Linked DNA regions of Capra hircus: region 2 is linked to region 1. The links are chromatin contacts, called in public Hi-C maps. All regions are on one chromosome and are shown on one strand. Each heading gives the region's core, a stretch centred on a gene start, on an enhancer-like site or on the middle of the called end of the contact. The rest is flanking DNA. Distances are from core to core; before and after follow the strand shown. Region 1 overlaps LOC102170832 (ubiquinol-cytochrome-c reductase complex assembly factor 2). Region 2 holds the start of LOC102184483 (gametogenetin-binding protein 1-like).

Region 1 (3,146 bases), core at 433-2,932:
GCCCAGCATCCTACCCCGACTTTTCCAGAAGTCCAGACTGCCTCATGGGGCACAAAACGGGATGCCGTGGGCTCCCTGTCCCGACAAGCCCTGATGCTTCTTCAGAGACTCCGGGGACCCCACCCCAGGGTGGACACACTCGGGACGGACACGCGGTCACATGTCAGCGTTTCCAGGCCCTCAGACCCTCACTACAGACAGCGCAAGGTGCTCTCCGGGCCTGCCAGAGGAGACAGTCGGTAACCTGATTCCAGAGTCACAACAGAAGTGTGAGGCTTGCTGTGAAAGCTCATCAGCCAATTTCCCAAGGCTGAGCTCCCCGCCGCCCCAGAACAGGCTGCAGCACAGGCCAGTTGGGGAGGTCTTGCGTCTCCCCTCTTGGCGTCCCTGTTCTCCCCCAACCCAGCGTCCCGAGGGTTAACAAAGAGGCTGAGCTTCTAGAATTCCTTTCTATTCTGATTTCAAGTTCAAACTTTGCTCAAACTCTTTGGGGCCCTCACAATAACACTGTGCATCAAAGCCTGTAACTACATGGGCCTGGGGCCAGGGGGATATACTCACTTGGATATACATGAAATTGCCAGTTAGGTGATTTTGCCTGGCCAAAGTGTCTTTACCCTAGTTTTTCAGAGAGTACTGTAATAAAAATAGGATCAGGGTCAACACACAATGGCAGATGACACCACTAGGTTTTAATCTGTTCAGATGGCTAAGAGTTTTCTGGAAGCCTAAATCCTCAAACCTTAGTGGCTGAAGGGTACCAGAGAAATAGGAAACAGAAATTTCTAGAGTACCAGAAGGCAAATGTTTCAGGGCCATGGCCTCCCAGAAAAGGTTAGCCTATTTTTAAATGCAGTGTCCTTGGCAATAAAAATAGTAATTTTCCAGAACCTGCCTGTTTCAACCCAGGCTCCCCCTGCCACCACCCGCCACGTGCCCCTCCAGTGACAATGGAGATGGGGAAGAAGGAGGGGCTGGGCGAGGCAGGGTATTTCCTTTCTTGTTAATCAGGGTCTGTCAAGGACTCCAAAACAAACCTAGTTAAACCCGTATCTAACCCGCAGTCCATGTCCCCATACACGTCCACTGAATGGCTTTTTGTTTTAATTAAAACCCTCATTGTTTATAAAGCCCTCTTAGGACCATAAAAATAAAATTATTTTCCTTCCATCCTGATTTCAACTACTTCCATTTGGCAAATGCATATTCCCCTGTTCCCTGCTGCCCAGTCTTGAATTTAAAAGCTCTGAAGATAAATTTGCTTTTTTTAAATAACGCCTTTGACCTTCTCCATATTCTATGACCAAAAAACATGAGCCCTGTAGCTTCAGAATTTCCTGTGGGCTATTCCACAAGACTTTTCATCAAGCAAAGCTGTCTTATTAGATGATTCCCTGTGGCCACTCAAAAACCCATTTGCAAACCCACCAGAAACAGCAGCAGCCGCGCCTCCCATACCTGTGGACAGGATCAGCTTGTACTCTTCCAGGGACAGGCCGCTGAAGCTTGTGTCTCTGGGGCGAGGGTACTGGTCACAGGGGCAGAGAGGAAGGGGGGAGAGGTTAGTTTCATGGCATACCCAGGGCCCACATCGTGGAGAGAGGCGAGCTCTCAAGGGCAGGCCCTGGGTGTCCAGAGGCCAGAGGGAGGGGAGCAGCGCCACCTGGAGGCCACACCAGCGCCATCCCGGCTCCGAGGCGAGCGCGTGGCTTGGAAGCAAGCCGGCGCCTGAGCCTCTGGAGACCCAGGCTGGGTCGGGAGGGGCCCCCGGGCAGTGCCATGCTGCTGCTCCCAGACCATACTTTGGGTCACGAGGATTTGGGAGAAATCCCCTTTTCATGCAGACTAGGCCTTCGGCCATGTGTATTTGTGGAGTTACTGAGCACATTTTTCAAGACTGGGGAAGAAACACAGTGGAATTTGACAGCAGACACATCAGGGCTGAGGAGAGGCCCAGCGTTTTCTGACAGGACTTCCTGGTCACCTCAACTTTGTCACCAGTGTGGTAGGAGGGTGGGCAAATCTGTGCGAGACCCAACAGCTGTCAGACATGCCCAGAAGCACCCCCTGGCATACAAAACGTGGCTTTTCTTCAAAACTGCCAACAGCTTTCATTTAGGTGACCTAAAAGCCTCTACCAAGTGCCTTAGTTGGCTTGAAATTACTGGTTACATTTGAAAGTAGCAAAACCACAATTCTACACAAAACATCATATAATCAGATTTCCCTCACTCTTACTGGCTGTCTCCAGTCAGAGGGCTGGGGACAGAAAAGCCTGTGGCCCACTCACCTTGTGTTTGTAGTAGTTTGAATGGAGGCGTGCCAAGCTCTCGTACATCTGATCACAGGCTTCAGGCTCTACAATCTGAAAAACAAAGAACCCTGAGAGAGTGAGCAAACGTGCCCTGCCCGCACCGGCCTGCACTGCGTACCTTAAGGAAGGACCCCACCTAAGCCAGGCCTTCCCAGGAAGCAGGCCTGCAGCGCGTACCTTGAGGAAGGGCCCCACCTAAGCCAGGCCTTCCCAGGAAGCAGGCCTGCAGCGCGTACCTTGAGGAAGGGCCCCACCTAAGCCAGGCCTTCCCAGGAAGCAGGCCTGCAGCTCTGTGCTGGCTTCTCCGACCACAGGTCCTGCTGTCAGAAATCTCCTTTTTGGAATAACGATTCCACCTCAGCAACCCCCCAACCTGCAGAAAAACTCAACCGGCAAATCAACATTTGTGGGGCACCCGTGATGTGTGAATCAGCCAGCCACCGAGGCGGGAGGCGTGCAGTGAAAATCCAACATTGGCAGGAGCGCCGGGGGCAGTGCAGGCTGCGAGAAGGCAGAGCAGGTGCGTTCCCGCGTGCCCCAGTGGTCGGCAGGTGACGGACGTGGGGCTAAGCGGGGCTCTGCAGAAGGCACAGGAGTTGGGGAGGGTGGAGCGAGCCTTCCCGGTGGAGGGGCCGCCTATGCCTCAGAGTGGGCCGCCTGGCTGCGGGCCTGAGCATGCACGGGAACAAAAAAGAGAGCTTTTTGAGTTAAACCTTCACAATACAGATTCTCTTATGAAAGGCCAAAAAAAAAAAAAAATCATCTGAACTTTCACCTGTGGTGAGTAGGGAGCTGCTGAATTTGTTTTAGGACGAGACAGGTGAACTGAGGA
Region 2 (3,146 bases), core at 318-2,817, 96 kb before region 1:
CCCATTCCCCAGACTGCTAAAGAACCTGGCTCTTTGGCACGCGATTCTCGGGCAGCCAGGGCCAGGGCAAGAGGGGACGCCGCCTCAGGGGCAGCCTGAGGGAGCCCCGGCTGGATCGGCCCACCATCGAGTGTTGGTGGAGCCGCCCAGGCAAGCTTCGCAGTGGTGTCCCCCTCCCCAGCGGGCTCCCCAGGGGCTCCCTGCCTCACCCTGGGCCTGGGGCTGCCCAGGGAGGGGGGCATGGGCAAGACTCTCCCGGCTTACCTCCCCGGACCCTGGCCCAGGCCCGGGATGGCCCAGCGGGGCGGAGGCCAGAGATCCTGAGGGGTCAGGGGCTGCTCCCAGGGTTGCGTCCCCACGCCTGGCTTCCAGGAAGGGGAGTCAGTGGATCCCTGATGTCTGGAGTGCAGCCTCTGCCGGTCCCAGCGCGGCCCTGGGGGACCCACGGGGCCGCGGCGATCATAGAGGCGCCGGCGGCTCCCGGCTCCCACCAGCTCCCTCTAGAGGAAGTCGCTCGGTGGCCGCCGGATGCGAAGCCGCAGCCCGTGGCCTGAGGCGGGTCTGGGCTCTGCAAGAGAAAGTGGCTTCCCTCCTCCTGCCCCACGGCTTTTCCCCCGCCCTGGTTCCCAGCCCTAATTCTTGATCTGTCCCCTGCTCCCTTCCGTCAGTGCCAGCAAAACAGCCAGGATGGGGCGGTTCCTTGAGCCCCACTCTGTGCCAGGCACTTTAAAAGCCCTTTGGACGGACTTCCTTGGTGGTCCAGTGGCTAAGACTCTGTCCTCCCAACACAGGGAGGTCTGGGTTCGATCCCTGGTCAGGGAACTAGAGCCCACACGTAGCGACTAAGAGTTCACTTGCTGCAACTCAGACACAGTGCAGATAAATAAAAAATATTTAAAAAAATAAGCGCGCTTTGGAACAACCCTGGGAAGTTGGTGCAGTGGGCCACACCCATCTTTCAGGGGATCAAACTGAGACTCAGCTGGTTTAAGGAACCTCTCCCAAGGTCACTGAGATGGGTTTATAATCAGGTCTCCAGGAATAATACTAAATTGAGATTCAGCGTGCACACCAGGCACCTATCTTGGTTGTTTCCACAGAGGAAATGTGACGTCCCCCTGAATCTGCCGGGCAGGTACGCAGAAAGGGGGGCACAGTGGGCCCGTGCCAGCTGGACGCTGAGAAGGGAGGGAAGGGGGAGGGCAGCCGCCGGGGAATGAGTTGCTTCCCAAGGACAGCAGCGGCTGCAGGGGAAGGACAGGCAGGGAGGAGAGAGCCCTGGGCCACCACCCCATCCTCAGAGCTGGGGTTCCTCTGGACTTCGCTGCCTGCCCCCCTACTGTCTCCTGGGGCCTCCCCAAACCCTCAAGCCCTCCCACCCCAGCTGGCTCCCTAGGCCTTGTCAAACCCCTGCCCTCTCTGCGCCCAGCGAATCCCCCCTCCCCCCTTCTGCCTTCTAGAACTCCTGGAAGTTTCCAACTGGAGGTTTTCCTCCTTCTGTTCTTCAGCAGTTGGTCCTGCGGTGGCTGCTGCGGCCCCTCCCTCTGAGTCAGGGACCCTCTCAGGATGGAGGCCCCTGCTTCAAGCCCTCGGCCCCGAATTTTGGGCCGCTCCCCCATGTTCTGCTTTTTCTGGAGCTTGGTAGGCAGCAAGTGCAGCCCGGAGAGCTCAGACAAGGCCTTGCGGAGGGGCTGGTCGTGGCCCCTGAGGGGGCAGGACGCCGTCCCCGTGATGGCCGACCGTCAGGGACAAGCTGGGAGGAGGGAGTCCAGGCCTCCCGCCACGCTGCCCTTCGCCCGCCCTGGGGCCCTGCCGCGGCCCAGCCCCTCGGGGCTGGAGATGGGGGACCCGGGGGCCCAGACTTGCCCCCCCGAGGAGGTCCTGAAGGTCATGGCTCAGGGCGTTAGAGGTGAAGCCAGTCCTGCCCAGAGGAAGCCAGGAGGTGCTGGGCCACTTGTCTGAGCTGGAGGAGAGGGAAGAGGCGGCCACAGGGGAGGCCTCAGGGAATACGGGGACCTCAGAAAGGTGAGGGGCTGGGCCGAGGATGGAGGAGCTGGGGGAAGCCAGGGTGTCAGGAGGGGGACGTGGGCCTGAGCTTTGAGGACCCGAACTGGGGAGGGACCAGGGGCTTCCCTGGTAGCTCAGCTGCTAAAGAACCCACCTGCAAGGCAGGAGACCCCAGTCTGATTCCTGGGTCCGGAAAGATTCGCTGGAGAAGGGATAGGCTACCCACTCCAGTATTCTTGGGCTTCCCTGGTGGCTCAGCCGGTAAAGAATCCACCTGCAGTGCGGGAGACCTGGGTTAGATCCCTGTGTTGGGAAGATCCCCTGGAGAAGGGAACAGCTACCCACTCCGGTATTCTGGCCTGGAGAATTCCATAGACTGTAAAGTCCATGGGGTTGTAAAGAGTCGGACACAACTGAGCGACTTTCACTATCAGGAACGGACTCCTCGGGTGGGCAGAGGACTGGGTGGGCATGGTCGTTCACATCAAGGGTGGAGAGGAACCTGGAGAGGCAGAGGGAGGCAGAGACAGGGCTCCTCCTCAAGTGAGGGGTAGTGCATAGGGGCACCAAAAGGCCAAGGGCACAGGCCAGGGACTAGGAAGGGTGCATGTGGGGTGAGCTGGGCCTCCCATCACTTGCCAGCTCCTTGCTGGGCCCCTCCCCTCCTCACGCCCCTCACCCTACTTTTGGGGGGATCATCCCCCTCTGTGATGCAGACCCCAGAGGGCAGAGCAGGGAGCAATGGGGAGCAGGGGGGGTGGAGGAGCTGAGCAGAGCCTCGGCAGGGGTTTGGGACCTTCACCACCTCTCGGGCCCCACCTGCCGCCCCCATCTGACTGTGCTCTGGGGTCAGGGGCCACTCTGCCCAGGCCTCGGCGGCGGTGGAGCCAGGATGCGCGCGGAGGGCCCTGGGGCCACTGGAGTTCAGCCCCGAGGCCTTCACGAGGGAAGAGGAATGTCTGCTCGATGGTGAGTGCGGTGGCCACAGGCCCCAGGGGACAGCCAGGGCATCGGGCCAGGGATGGGGGGTGGGGGCAGGGGACGAAGGGCAGTCTGAGCAGAGCTGGATCCCAGCTCCACTCGGGGCAGGCGGTGTGAGGGCGGCAAGTCACTCAGCCTTTGTGCATCTCAGTTTCATC

What was found. Hi-C and Micro-C count contacts between places; a contact is called where the count stands out from the background.
Region 2: a Hi-C map of blood shows a contact between it and region 1, with 4 times the contacts expected there. The contact joins the promoter of LOC102184483 here to the enhancer-like site in region 1. A contact is called at or near these places in 3 of 5 Hi-C or Micro-C datasets (all in blood).

Annotation. Positions count from the first base shown.
Region 1 is chr23:40,869,452-40,872,597 of ARS1.2, reverse strand. LOC102170832 (ubiquinol-cytochrome-c reductase complex assembly factor 2) reads right to left here. Exons shown (of 4, transcript XM_013973846.2): 2 at 2,291-2,365; 3 at 1,429-1,528. Among named protein-coding and RNA genes, the nearest start is that of IP6K3, 59 kb to the right of the region's middle. Within about 2 kb of position 1,682, at least 3 of the 5 cell types and tissues checked have an H3K27ac peak or open chromatin away from gene starts, as enhancers often do.
Region 2 is chr23:40,965,481-40,968,626 of ARS1.2, reverse strand. It overlaps LOC102184483 (gametogenetin-binding protein 1-like), which reads left to right and starts at 1,567. Exons shown (of 7, transcript XM_018038695.1): 1 at 1,567-1,905; 2 at 1,907-2,025; 3 at 2,861-2,976. The coding sequence starts at 1,567. It overlaps BAK1 (bcl-2 homologous antagonist/killer), which reads right to left and starts at 511. Exons shown (of 6, transcript XM_018039207.1): 1 at 265-511.